2 separate regions of the Sus scrofa genome follow, and region 2 is linked to region 1. Evidence: chromatin contacts called from public Hi-C data. All regions are on one chromosome and are shown on one strand. Each heading gives the region's core, a stretch centred on a gene start, on an enhancer-like site or on the middle of the called end of the contact. The rest is flanking DNA. Distances are from core to core; before and after follow the strand shown.

Evidence for each region. Hi-C and Micro-C count contacts between places; a contact is called where the count stands out from the background.
Region 2: a contact with region 1 is called in a Hi-C map of omental adipose tissue, with 2.4 times the contacts expected there. The contact joins two enhancer-like sites. A contact is called at or near these places in 6 of 47 Hi-C or Micro-C datasets (alveolar macrophages, embryonic fibroblasts, fetal heart ventricle and 2 more).

Annotation. Positions count from the first base shown.
Region 1 is chr1:183,600,782-183,604,277 of Sscrofa11.1, reverse strand. The region is part of intron 5 of LOC102167290 (a long non-coding RNA gene); the gene reads left to right. Among named protein-coding and RNA genes, the nearest start is that of BMP4, 180 kb to the right of the region's middle. Within about 2 kb of position 1,842, at least 9 of the 83 cell types and tissues checked have an H3K27ac peak or open chromatin away from gene starts, as enhancers often do. A contact at or near this core is called in omental adipose tissue, where this site is marked.
Region 2 is chr1:183,744,470-183,747,965 of Sscrofa11.1, reverse strand. The region is part of intron 3 of LOC102167290 (a long non-coding RNA gene); the gene reads left to right. Among named protein-coding and RNA genes, the nearest start is that of CDKN3, 47 kb to the left of the region's middle. Within about 2 kb of position 1,940, at least 44 of the 83 cell types and tissues checked have an H3K27ac peak or open chromatin away from gene starts, as enhancers often do. A contact at or near this core is called in omental adipose tissue, where this site is marked.

The DNA of each region.
Region 1 (3,496 bases), core at 593-3,092:
CCCTGGCCTGGCCAGCACTCCCCCTTTCCCTCACTGTCTGGCTCTTGCTGAGCATTACAGGCCCCCTCATCTTTGTCCCTTTGCTGGAAGCTTGTTTGTTGCCCACGTCTTCTAGAGCACCAGGGGTGATGGCCAGAGCCACCTTGTGGACTGTTATATTCTTCAGCTTCTCTCTCCACGCATGGCACGCAGTAGATGCCCAATAAATTTGTGTAGAACAAAAAAAGTAAAAATAAAAGTAAAAATTGAGGGAGCAAATTCAGCTCTGAATCTGTGAAAAACAGTGTATAATGGGTGGGTCTGTCTTAACTAGATTGTGGGCTTGAGGTACTGTGTGCTTTATATAAGCATTAGCAATTTATTCAGGCTATTTAGGTCCCATTTCTGACCCAAGAAAATGGAGAATATTATGCTTTCTTTTTTCCCCCAAGTTGTAACACAAAATTGCTTTTCTAGTTTTGATTTCTTTGATTATTTCAGCAAGAATGGATAAGATAAAATAACTTTTCAAAGAGGACATAAATATGAACCTTTTCTGCTAATTGCACCCAAAAGGATGTATTAAAAACCTCCTTTGGGGTTCCCGTTGTGGCTCATTGGGTTAGGAACCCTACTAGTATTCATGAGGATGCAGGTTCAATTCCTGGCCTCACTCAGTGGGCTAAGGATCCGCCATTGCCGGGAGCTGTGGTATAGGTCACAGATGTGACTTGGATCCCATGTTGCTGTGGCTGTGGCATAGGCCAGCAACTGTAGCTCCTAGCCTCGGAACCTCCATATGCCACAGGTGCTGCCCTAAAAGCAAAAAAAAAAGAAAGAGGAACAAACCCCAAACAAAAACGCCTGTCTTATACCCAGTATATTGATGGGTGCTATGTGGAACCAAAAGAAGAAACAGGGCCCATAGGAGATGGCTGCAACCATTTCTGGATAAGGGAGGAGAGGGCTGGAGCTGAGGAAGGGAGAGAACTGCTCACCATAGTCTCTTTGCTGGGCTCAGATCCCTTGGAGCCCAAGCCAAGTGGACGTGCTCAGAAGAAAAGCACACTGTAAGCCTCCCTCCCATTTTGGAGATGGGGATAGCAGAAATGCGATGGCAGACTAGTTTATTTGCAATAGACTGGCTTTAATTTTCCATAGTAGTGAGCTTGAGGGCAGCAATGCAAAGGGTGGCTTATCATTATCATTATTATTATTATTATTATTATTATTATTGTCTTTTTGCCATTTTCTTGGGCCACTCTCACGGCATATGGAGGTTCTCAGGCTAGGGGTCCAATCGGAGCTGTAGCCACCGGCCTACACCAGAGCCACAGCAACGCGGGACCTACACCACAGCTCACGGCAACGCCGGATGTCAACCCACTGAGCAAGGGCAGGGACCTAACCCGCAACCTCATGGTTCCTAGTTGGATTCGTTAACCACTGCGCCACGACGGGAACTCCTATTATTATTATTTTTGATGTTGGCTTATAAGCAACTTTGACAGCAAAATCCTCCTCTTTTATAACTCTCCATGGTATCCCCTCTAAAGGCAGTAGGTAAGTGCTGGGGTCCAGCCCTCAAAGAGGCTGATATTCTCCAGACATGACCATAGACACTTGTAAGTTGAGAGGCGAATCCTCTGTCAGACACATTTTCCTCATCAAATCATGCCTGCCCCACCTCACTGACACTGATAGTCCTGGGAGCTGGTTCTGATGCCTTCTTGTTGTGAGCACACTTTCTTAAAGGGCAGTTTGGGCTAAAACCTGACCTTTTGGAGCTTTGGAAGGTGGGCAGGGGAGCAGAAGGTTGCTGGGGAGAGAGATTTCCTGGTTATTGCTACAGGGAGTCTGTTTACTCGCCTTCAAGGGTCACAGCCAGCTGAATGGGCTTCTCTGGCTCTGCTTTTGGGTTTGGTTTCAGAGGGCCCAGTCTTGTGGAATTCCGCTCCTGGCTGGCCCTCTTCTTACTCTGTTAGGCATGGGTTTTTTATCCCCAGTATGGTTCAAGCCTTCCCCAGTAATCCTGCAGCTTTCTTGCAAGAACAGCAATTGGAAAGGCTGTTTTAAGTGGAGTTTACTGTTGTTATATAAACCTTCATTTAAAATTGACTATAAAATGTTTCTGAACCTGCCAAACACACATTAAAATATTTTGCTCCATTTATGCCTATGTGTAACATTTGGTTTCTAAAGAGCTTTAATCAAGTAATCTTCAAGTAGGAAGTTATTCATCTTTATTGCCACTCGGTTCTCAGTGGTGGTCGTGGCAACAATCTTTTTATTGCTTCTGTGTTTAGTTGTTCTTTGACATGATAGAAGTCAGCTGCAGTTCAATGAGCTCACTATTTGTGCAACTTAATTGCTTGCTTCCTTCAATACATACTCAATTTTTCCTTTTATGAGCAGGGCTGTTGGAAAAATTAAGCTTAAGGATATAGCCATCCACTGTTAATTAACCTCCTTCCCAAACACATTAGTAAAATAGGTCAAATAACTGCTGAGCGCTGAGTGTGCTGTTCCCAAAGTCCTCCTCGGCTGAGAAGTGAATCCTGTATGAAGTGAACAAATGTTGGAGCTTTGAGCATTTTCTGGAAATAGTGATGACATAAGAACAATGCGTTGTAACACAGCATTTCCTGCTGTACCATCTCCTCAAAGCTGAATATATTGTTTGACTGTCTGGCTTTATCTTGGGGTTAGCTTGTTTCTTGTTATAACAGCATTAAGAGAAATAAAAGGCAGTAGCGACTGCTGCTGTTACACCTCCTCCGTTTTTGCTTTCTAGGTTATTGCTTGTTTTTAAAGGGGCATCCCAAGTTCAGCTTTCCCTTTAGATAGTGGCCACTGATGTTATTTTGACTCATAATTCCTAGAATAGTCTGAATATTGTGAGTATGTATACATGTTTGTGATAAGCTCATTGAGGTAACTAATTTATCAAAGTGGATTTATATAGCGCTCTTATAATTTCTCTCCATGTTGGGTTATGTTGAGATGGAAAAAACACTTTAATTGCAGTGGTGAAGAGCTGATTGGAGCTTTGCCAACTTGACAGAAAATATCTTGAAGTTTATAGACTTAAAAAGAAAAAATGTGACAGTTCTGGAATTTGGTAGAAAGCAGAAAAATGTCAGGGTCCAGTTCATACTTTTAGAAAGAGGAAAGCAAATAAAAACAAAATTAAAATGGGAGAACATGCCAAATAGAGCTCAAGGCTGAAGATCACATTTTGTGATCATTAGCTTCTTCCTTGCTTAGCCTTTCATTGGGAAGGAATGAGGAAAAAGAAAGACTCTAACCAACTCCCTAAATAAATCCTAAACTGATAAAGACTGAAATTTGTTTTCTCTAAAATTATTACTGAGTTGCCATCTAAATCTTGCAGATATTTTTTTTATTTAGGTGGAGACTATATTTCTAAAATCATATGTTCTGATAACATCATTTCCAAATGACGGTTGGTTCCGTTCTCATCCAATGTTTGTGTCTCTCGACTTGGGCATTTTTC
Region 2 (3,496 bases), core at 691-3,190, 140 kb before region 1:
TCAACAGGTTGTGAAAGAAAAGTTATGTTTCATCTACCCGTTGAGGGGAGTGGGGTAAGACCGGGTTGGTTTAGCTAGCTAAATCTGGTGTTAGGGTGTCAGTGGTTAATGGTTCTAGGTAGCTGTGCCTAGAGAAAAATGTGTTTCAATGGCACAGGCTACCCTCTTACAAAGATGGTCATTGTTTGGAGAGTGGAGGAATGGTGTGAGTGACTCAGGACAGTTCATTAAGACTAGAGAAGAATGGAGTATAAATCTGCAAAAATACTGAATCACTATACTATGCATCTGAAACGAACACAATATTGTAAATCAAATATACTTCAATTTAAAAAAGGACTGCAGGAGTTCCCGTCGTGGCGCAGTGGTTAACGAATCCGACTAGGAACCATGAGGTTGCGGGTTCGGTCCCTGCCCTTGCTCAGTGCGTTAACGATCTGGCGTTGCTGTGAGCTGTGGTGTGGGTTGCAGACGTGGCTCGGATCCAGCGTTGCTGTGTCTCTGGCATAGGCTGGTGACTACAGCTCCGATTCGACCCCTAGCCCGGGAACCTCCATATGCCGTGGGAGCAGCCCAAAGAAATAGCAAAAAGACCAAAAAAAAAAAAAAAAAAAAAAAAAAAAACCAACAAAAAACAAAACAAAACAAAAAAAGGACTGCAAATGCAACAAAATTATGCATTTCAACTTAATTAAAAAAACTGTAAAGGTGATGGCTGGAGCAGGTGCTATTGTTAGAAATCAGTTTGTGAGGCTAAGGGCCAATACCTTGAATCACTTGTTGTTTCATAGAATACTATCCTTTTCATAATTATCTGTATACTCATTAAGTGTTTGTTAATTATACCAACTTTATAGTCATACTCAGCATAACATTTTGATATGGTCATGTCCCAGTGAAATTAGTTTTGCCTTGATGTAGTCATTTTGGTGACATGCCTCTGTCCTGTAACTGAAGAGAGTGCTCAGTGCCTTCGTTTGTGCAGTAATATTAGCTGGGCAAAGCAAGTAGCTGCTTTCTAAGGTTATCATGTGTAATTCCTTTTTCCAGTTCAAGAACATATCTTGTTTTAAACAACTTTTTTGAAAGGCAGCCAAAGAAAAGGTTGGCTCAGATATGCCCTTACCAACCTTGTTTACAGGATATAGTGTTCCACCTCTTGGAGGAAGATGATAAAGGAAAGCTGGCTTTGGGAGGTGTGTAGGAATATTTGTTCATGTATTTAAATTCCACATGTGAGTGGAAAACCCAGGGAGAAAGATGAAAATGGAGAAACATTACAATAGGATTATTGATTACTGTCTTATATTCAGTTACAGGTTAAAGTCCTAATCGTTGTTTGCAAAAAGAGGACATTGGTAAGCGCTATCTAACAGAGGACTTCTGATGGAATGAAGTTGAGGCAAGGGCATGAAAAATGACATGAAAAAGATTTGCAGGACTTCTAGTTTCTTCCTTGATCACGCTTATCAAATATACAGGCACACAATAAAATCGTCTTTGAAGGCCAGTTTCTCAAGGGAGGCAGAGTTGTTTGTGATTCAGCCGATCATACGTTAACTTTGGGGGCACTCACCTCGAGAAACACAGGAAGCTTAATTCCCTGCCAAAACCAGGAACTCCCTGAAACAACTCGAAACTTCCCCGAAAGCTGTGCACTCAGCCTTGTGTCAGAAACAAACAAAAAACAAATCCAAAGACTACGGAAACCTGTTCGTTAAGCGGCGAGGGGAAATGCCCTCAGCCAGGCAGTCTAAACACAGGAATGTGTGGCAGGAGATCAGATCCACGGTCGGAAGGGGAGAAGAGGCCGATAAAGCTGCAGAGAAAGCAGCGGTAGTCACAGAAATTGGTTTCAGAGGTAAAGTGAGGAGGGCCAGGATGTTTACGATAGGATCACATTGTGCCGCTAAATCCTGGCACACAGCACACCACAGGAGCTGTGACTGAGAGGCGCCTCGCCTGCGCATGCGCAGATGTGGAGCCTACCAAGTTAGGCTGAGGTGCAAAATGAAACGCATTCTCATTGAATGTGAAGCAGCCTTCCTTGTTCTCATCAGGGCGTTTCACCTCTGGAATCAGGGCCAACATGGTGGTTGGATAACTAGGGTTATGGATGATCCACATTTTGAACTCAATACTCAAGACATACCAGGCTCATTTCCAGATGTTAATAGGGAGATCATGATTTTATATGGCATTACTTATCCTTTCATCAAATGTAGGTGTACTTCACTTAGCTTCAAGGCAAGATCCTTTCATGCTTCTCTTTCTCCTCTTGGTTTCTTGAAAGTGTAACCTTTCTGGGGGAAAATGGCAGCTTTGAACATTTCCTGTGCGTTGATGAGTTTCTAGGATGTCAGTTTCTGGCCCCCATTTCTCTGTGCCCATAGTGATAAGAGGCAAACACTGGGGCGTCTCCACATGCGCCGAAGCTGCGGTGTGAGCATGCCTTGCTCCTCTGGGCAGCTGAACATTTGAGAATCTCCCTTCATCACTTCTGATTCCGCCTGTGGAGGATACAGATAATGAAACACCACACAGGGGGTTCACTCGAAGCTAAAATGTATTTGAGGATATTCTGAAGCTTGTTTTTGGCTAATCTAAGTGCACTGCTGCTAACGGGGAAGTGTTCAGGTGTCCACATGTGGAAGCCGAACATTGCTGCTGAGTGGGAATTGTCAGTAAGTGGAAATCGGTGGCGGAATACCTTAGCCTTTCTTCTTGTTCAACATTAATCTCAGCACCACGTTTATAGGCTGATTCCAGATGTGCTTGACTCTAAGGCTCAGTTTTCAGAGGTGACAGGTGGTGTATTTGCCTCAGCAGAAAGAAGGTCAAATTGTATTATAGATCTCAGGGCAAATGTCTGACGATCCCAGGGGAATGCCTGACAGCTCATTTGGCAGCAATCTGGCCCAGAGGCTGGAGGAGAGAGCTCACCCCTGGGAGCAGGGAGCGATGTTCTCCACGCCTGCGATAGAGGGCGCAGCGTGAAAGGAAAGAACGCCATTGGGGAGGTGAAATACGAGCTTTTAACTTGGTGTCCCCGAGGTCATTCCTCTCCGTGCACCACTCTAAGCTGCTGGCTGGCCCTTGGTTGTTGTTACTCTGCAGCCATGGTATTTGGTGAGCTCTGTTTTTAGGAACACTTAATTGGTTTGACCTGCCCTACTACTTCTTACATGAGGGGGAGCATTCCAGGAATAGAGCTCCAGACTCGTGCCTCTCAAACCGAGAAATGTACAGACCTCTTTTAAAGGGACAACATTGTCTACGTGCATCCCTGGTGTTGACTTCCACCCTTTCTATCATTATACTCTATATACATGTAAAGTTGGATATGCTTACAAAATCAATACTATTCAAAAAATTAATCAAATAGTGTGGATGGTGTCATTTTGCTAAAGCCCACATCTCTTATTCACAGTAGAAATACCAACTTGAGATCCAGTCCTGTATTTAATTTGTCTTTTTAACTTCAGTGATGCTAGTT